Linked DNA regions of Triticum aestivum: region 1 is linked to region 2. A link is a contact called in public Hi-C data. All regions are on one chromosome and are shown on one strand. Each heading gives the region's core, a stretch centred on a gene start, on an enhancer-like site or on the middle of the called end of the contact. The rest is flanking DNA. Distances are from core to core; before and after follow the strand shown. Region 1 holds the start of LOC123069627 (pre-mRNA-splicing factor SPF27 homolog). Region 2 holds the start of LOC123069626 (phosphatidylinositol transfer protein 3).

Region 1 (3,058 bases), core at 304-2,803, 180 kb after region 2:
GTCCATGGGCCGAGCTTACGGTCTGCCGGTCTCAACAAGGAAGGACTCCAGAAGCCTTGAGTCCGGGTGTGATCAGGACAGACACTACCGAAGACTTGGCGTGTACTTCAAGGACAACTCCAACCGTCGGCATGTTTATTCCTAATTGGCTACCGACCATATGTAACCCTACATACCCCCGATGCATATATAAATCGTGGGGTTTTAGTGCATGGGACACAATCACAATTACCAGTCTTAGCGTTTAGAACACAACATACGATCTTGAGGTAGACCGTCTTGTACTCGATACTCCATCATCAATACAATCAAAGCAAGACGTAGGATTTTACCTCTTCGAGAGGGCCCGAACCTGGGTAAACATTGTTCCCCTTGTCTCCTGTTACCCATCGTTCTCAGATCCACAGCTCGGGACCCCCTACCCGAGATTAGACGGTTTTAGTACCGACAATAATCTTCTAGCACATCTTCATGAACAACTTAAAAAAATCTTATCGAGTATGCTTGGCACATTGATTTTACCAGAACTTCTCTCCCTTCACTACTTAGTACCCTCCATTCCTTATCTTTTTTTATCTTGGTGACAATATGTTCGAACTGGGAATCTATCGACTGGTCAAGTGATGTTGGGAGTCTCAAATACTTCTCCACAAGAGTCGCCATCACGTTATGGCAACACCCGAGTCGGTTGTCGTTGGGTGCGACTAGCGCTGCGATCACTAGTTCACTGCTGCATGGGGCGAGCACATGACATATGAGTCTATGTAGCATAGGATGATGGCTCCCAACCAGTGCCACCATCGTTACAGATGGCGAGAGACGGAAACCCAAAAGCTCATGGATGGGCCGAAGCGTGAAAGGCTTCATGATTGCGAGTAAGAGAAAAGAGGTTGTGAGCCAGAGCCTAGTCATGTTGTGTGCGTGAACGCGTCTCTGCTCGCTTGGTTGCAATTTCCAATTTGGCGCCTTAAGCAGTATGTAGGCTCATAGCCCGAGGCAATAGTGTCCTATGTGGGCCGGCACACGTAGATTTTCCCCACCGTCTCGAGAGCCTTCTAGAAGGTTGGTTTTTCCAGGGTAGTTTTTATTTGTTTTATTTTTTCTATGTTTTTCCGCTAGGTTTTGCTCGGTCGTGTTTGGTTTTTGTGTTTTTATTTTTATCACATTCACTTTAAAAATCATGATATTTAAAAAAATTATAAACTATTAAAACATGAACATTTTTTATTTTTTAATCTTTTTTCTGCGAGATTTTTCTTTTAATCTAAGCTTCTTTATTTCTTATTCTTTTAACTGTTTGGATTGCTTACCACATGTGTCACGTGGTCGTTTATCCCTTACTATTTTTTTAGTGGACTTTATCTCTTACTAGTTGAGAAGCGAAAGAAAATATGAAAGAGCTTCTTAAGAACGGCTTATGGAAAAGCCGCCCAAAGAACTGGGCCCTAAACGCCGCCGAGTGGTACCCACGAACGCGCGTCTCTCTGCTCGTTCTCTGTTGAAGTGTTGAGAGCATTTAATGACCTACGTAGCCCAAAACGCAAAGCGGCCCATGCGCGTTGAGCTTCTTCCTCCAGCCCCATTAATCCCCGGCGCGACGCCCTAACCTACACCGCGCCCGCTCCCTCTCTCCCTCTCTCTCTGGCTCGCGGCTACCTGCTCACGCGCGGCCGCCGTGATGGCCTCGTCGGCGACGAGGGAGGTGCTTATGCTGGAGGCGCCACCGTCCGAGGCTGCGGGTGTGCCTTGGCGCCCGCCTCCGGACGCTGAGACGGTGGACGCGCTGCCCTACATCGATGGGGACTACGGCGACCCGGCGGTGAAGCGCGAGGTTGACCGCCTCGTCGAGGAGGAGATGCGCCGCGCTCACCGCAAGCCCGCCGACTTCCTCCGTGACTTGCCCCCCGTTCTCATCATTGGATTCGAGGTGGGTTCTTGCGCCCCCTCTATTGTTTTTAGGACGCTGATCCAACGCTTAGCGGTCTGAGGAGACAATTAGGGCCAAGCCGTCGAAGATTTATACTTGTATACTACTTAGAAGGGATGCACTGAGGTTTTATTTCTTTTTTATTTTAGCTTTTGGAGTTTCGACATAATTGATGTTTAGGTTGTTTACAAATTATTCCTGCATCATCACGACTTTAGCTGGGAAATAGCTCTTTCGAGAACTATATATGCAATTGGGAGCTGTAGGCTAAGAGGTTGCCGTATGCAATTGGGAGCTGTAGGCCAAGAGGTTGCCATATGCTATTGGGAGCTGTAGGCTAAGAGGTTGCCATGTGCAATTGGGATTTGTAGGCTAAGAGGTTCCCGTATGCAATTGGGAGTTGTAAGCTAGTACGTTGTCATATGCAAGTGAGAGCTGTAGGCTGATAGGTTGTCATATGGAATTGGGAGTTGTAGGTAGAACTGGTCTGAAATAAATTTTCCCTGTCGGATGTGTACCCGGGGAACAACATTGCGGAATACCACATTCAGTTACCCTGAAGAAAGGACTCAACTATGTTGGTTCAGTCTTATATGGTTGGTGTATGCTTAAGGATATCTTACGTTCTCAATTTTCATCAACCAATCACTCTGGATTGCTATAAACCTGTATCAGACAATTTAGTTGAAAATTACTTCACAAATTTGATTTGAAGAGCAAATTACCGCTGGATGTTTTCCCTATCAACAGTGAATAGCTGTTTTGATGGGATCAACGTTGAACCATTGAAGATGAAATATGCACCTTTTGCTGTTGAACATTAAAGCACAACACTATGAATGCTGCCTAATTCTAATTGATTTGTGTAAAAAAAGAGGTAATTTTGCTGTATTGTTTGATGAAGATTGCTGTTGAATTTTCGGACTCTAGTGTAGGATGTCACGTTGTTTAGCTATGAAGTTCATTTCTTTCATATTGTAATGGCCGGAGAAAAGGCTGACCCTGCTTAAAATATTACTATTATTATAGTTGCACACGTCCACTAAGCTGAAAGCATGCACTTCTTGTCCTCGGTGTTATATAAATTAGTACTGTATTGTATTGTAAGTAGGTGCAACAATTTCAAAATCT
Region 2 (3,059 bases), core at 126-2,625:
GTACTTCAGTTGAGACAAATAGAGCTCTAAAGTTGAAGAGTAGCATCTTACTTTCTCTTGCTGTTCTTCCAAGGTCAAGGTTTTCTCCGTTGTACCACCATTGCTTGACTTCCATAGAAATGACATTTTGCTAACTAAAGGGGAACGACTCTTGTCAGATATGTAACTGAAACACCTGCAAAAAATATTATCACACGGATGAATGCCCATAAATTATCTCCATCTTCATATGGGAAGAAAACTGGCGAAGGAACAGAATGACAACTCAGTAAGCCAGTGTGATGGAAGGAGTGTGACATAACTAAAAATTCAGGTAACAACGTAGTACAAAACTAACAAAATTTGGTTTGTAGCTAGAACAAGAAAAACTAAGAAATTCATAATAAAAAAACGCACAGCTCCAAGAGCCGCTGAAAAAAAGAGAGGAAATTAACAGGATGAGCCGCAAACCATGGGAACCTCTGAAATGGGAGGAACCTTTTTTTTGGCGAAAGGAAATGGGAGGAGAGGAACCTATAAGCGCAAGGCACTAATTCCACTGTAGCGTCGATTATAATACTGGTGCCTGATGGAACACCTAACGATCAAGACGCGCTAACACTGGAATATTTAGATACGATCAGTTGTCCCTTTCACCCTGCAGAACTGGATCTACTGATGCTACACGCAGCTTTACGTGGGCTGAAGAACAAACAGGTCGAGATCAAGCCAAGGCGAACAAACTACCTGCGGTTCCCATCTTCCAGGAGGGTAACCAGCGGGAAAATCGCTAGAATTCCAGGGGGGGCAGATCGAAATCTACCAAATTTCCTCACATCCAGTCGCCCAAAACAACACCAGACAAGCGCCGACGAGGGATCTAGAACTCGAGAAAACTACAATCGATCGAACCGGCCTCTATAAAAAACCAAAGAGCACACAGCAACAGTTGGCGTGTCTGCCTGAACCAGTAAAACAGGAGGGACCGGGATGCAGGCGGCGGCCACGCACCTCGGGAATCAGGATCCCGCTTCTCGGCGCCGGCGAGGACGGGCGCCACCACACGGCGAGATCGCTCGCTAGGCACCGCAAGTTCTCGGAAGGATCCCCCGTGAGGAGCAGCCGTGGAGGAAATGTGGAGCAGCTGAGAGAGCCGAGCAGTAGTGGCCTAGTGGGGTAGGCGGAGGAGGGATAAAGCGGAGCGGGGGAGGGGGAAGCGGCGTACGCGGGGCGTGCGAGACCGGGCGGAGGGGCGGAAAGTCGCCTCGCCACCGTGCGGAAGGAGCACCAGCCAGGCGTTGGCGCGTCAGCCGTCAGGTGTCTGCCGCAGCGGCCGTGGGGGCGCCGCGCGTCGGTTTCAGTAGGAGGTGGTCGCCACTCGCCAGGGGATGCTCCTCCAGATTTTTCTTTTAGCGAGAGATGTGCCACAAGGACTTGCAAGGTATAAAAGTCCAAAAAAAAGTCAAGAAACATTTCTCTATTCTTAACACACTAGTACATATTCGGATGCTCACATAAGCACATATACTCACTTATGAACGCACGCACGCACACCTATGCACACCTATACCTATAAGGATCCGCTTGACGTTTCTTTCGCAAGGTCTATGCCTATCATATGGAAAAGAAGCATATGCCCTTGATCGTTCGACAAAGGGATTTTAAAGACCGTCTGATATTTATTTTCAAGGATACATTAAAGAGAGAGATCAATATCATATAAAAAAAGTAAGGCGACTCATACAACGTCTTTTGGCGTGCACAACACCATACTTACAACAACAAAATAACTCGCCTAGTCGAACCTCAAGCAATATATGGCGAGGAGGCAAGATTCTAAGCTCAAAACCACATGACCCCTTCGGTGAGCAACTTAAAAACAAACAAGACTCGAACCTTAAAGACCGCGTCGCGACCAAAACAGAACACCTTGAAAGCACGCCTCGACTTCAGCCAGGCTGGGTCAACGCGCCATCCATCCTTAGCACCTAAAAGTCGACGAGTGAACAGTAGAAATCAATCAGACTCGAAGAAGACGTCATCCAACAGATACTAACGACGGAGTAATTGCACCGTGAAAATCTATAACCATAGACACATTGCTAAAATCCTTCTCGTAGATACCAATGTGACCACCACCTCCGGCTTCAACCCTGGTAGCTATCATGGGCACCCAGGCATCACCTTCAAGGTGGGGACGACACTACCACCTGGCCAGCGAACCGGGCCTAAGGTTTCACCTGGTGCCCAATACAAACATGGCTAAATCAATGTGCGGTCAATATTCAGAACCGTGTGCTTATAAACAATTTTGGAAAAGATAACTAAGCTTAGATCGCTAGATTCTTTGTGATAAAATCTGACATGGGTAGTTGAATTTTCATGATTTTATTTTGGTTTTTCTTATGCTACTATTTCAGCGATGGGAGTAGATAATATGCCTGTCAACTGCGAAGCGTCTTTGGCAACTTCGTTGCTCTAAAGATATGCTGGCTTAGTCTCAGAGGTACCTGTAGAGGTAGGTTGTGCATGTGTGCCTTCATCAGATGAGTGTCCATGAGTGTTTGTGAACGTATGCATCTACAGTGTATTTCTCAACAATAAAATAAAACAATAAAAATCCAAAGCAAATTTTAAGGTAAATGAATGTACATTCTTTTTGCGGGGAAGGATGTACATTAAATATTCACAAAATCTAATTAAAGAGCATGCCCACTGTTGTATTTCACACGATGGATTCTTTTTTTAACACTAAGCAATCACAGATGCCCACGTACAGGCACATATATTCATCCATATGAATGCACATATGCACACCATATTCTTATATAACGGTGTACTGGACTAGAGTGTACTCACCACGTCGTCTCTCGATCAAGTGGGTCGGGCCGAAGACCCCTATGGCGGTTCACTAATGGGCTAGACTAGTCAACACATTATGAGATTACAGCTTAGATCAACAATCCCGTGGTAGATACATGTACTATGTACTGTACCCCCATATCAATACAATCAAAAGCAGGATATGAGGAATTATCTCTTCAAGAGAGCCCGAACCTGGATAAAAATCATCTGTCCAT

The links. A called contact is a pair of places that touch in the nucleus more often than the background predicts.
Region 1: a Hi-C map of leaf shows a contact between it and region 2, with 4 times the contacts expected there. The contact joins the promoter of LOC123069627 here to the promoter of LOC123069626 in region 2. A contact is called at or near these places in 2 of 5 Hi-C or Micro-C datasets (both in leaf).

Annotation. Positions count from the first base shown.
Region 1 is chr3B:261,840,778-261,843,835 of IWGSC CS RefSeq v2.1, forward strand. LOC123069627 (pre-mRNA-splicing factor SPF27 homolog) reads left to right here and starts at 1,554. Exons shown (of 7, transcript XM_044492534.1): 1 at 1,554-1,927. The coding sequence starts at 1,679.
Region 2 is chr3B:261,658,847-261,661,905 of IWGSC CS RefSeq v2.1, forward strand. It overlaps LOC123069626 (phosphatidylinositol transfer protein 3), which reads right to left and starts at 1,376. Exons shown (of 6, transcript XM_044492532.1): 1 at 1,205-1,376; 2 at 52-175. The coding sequence starts at 126.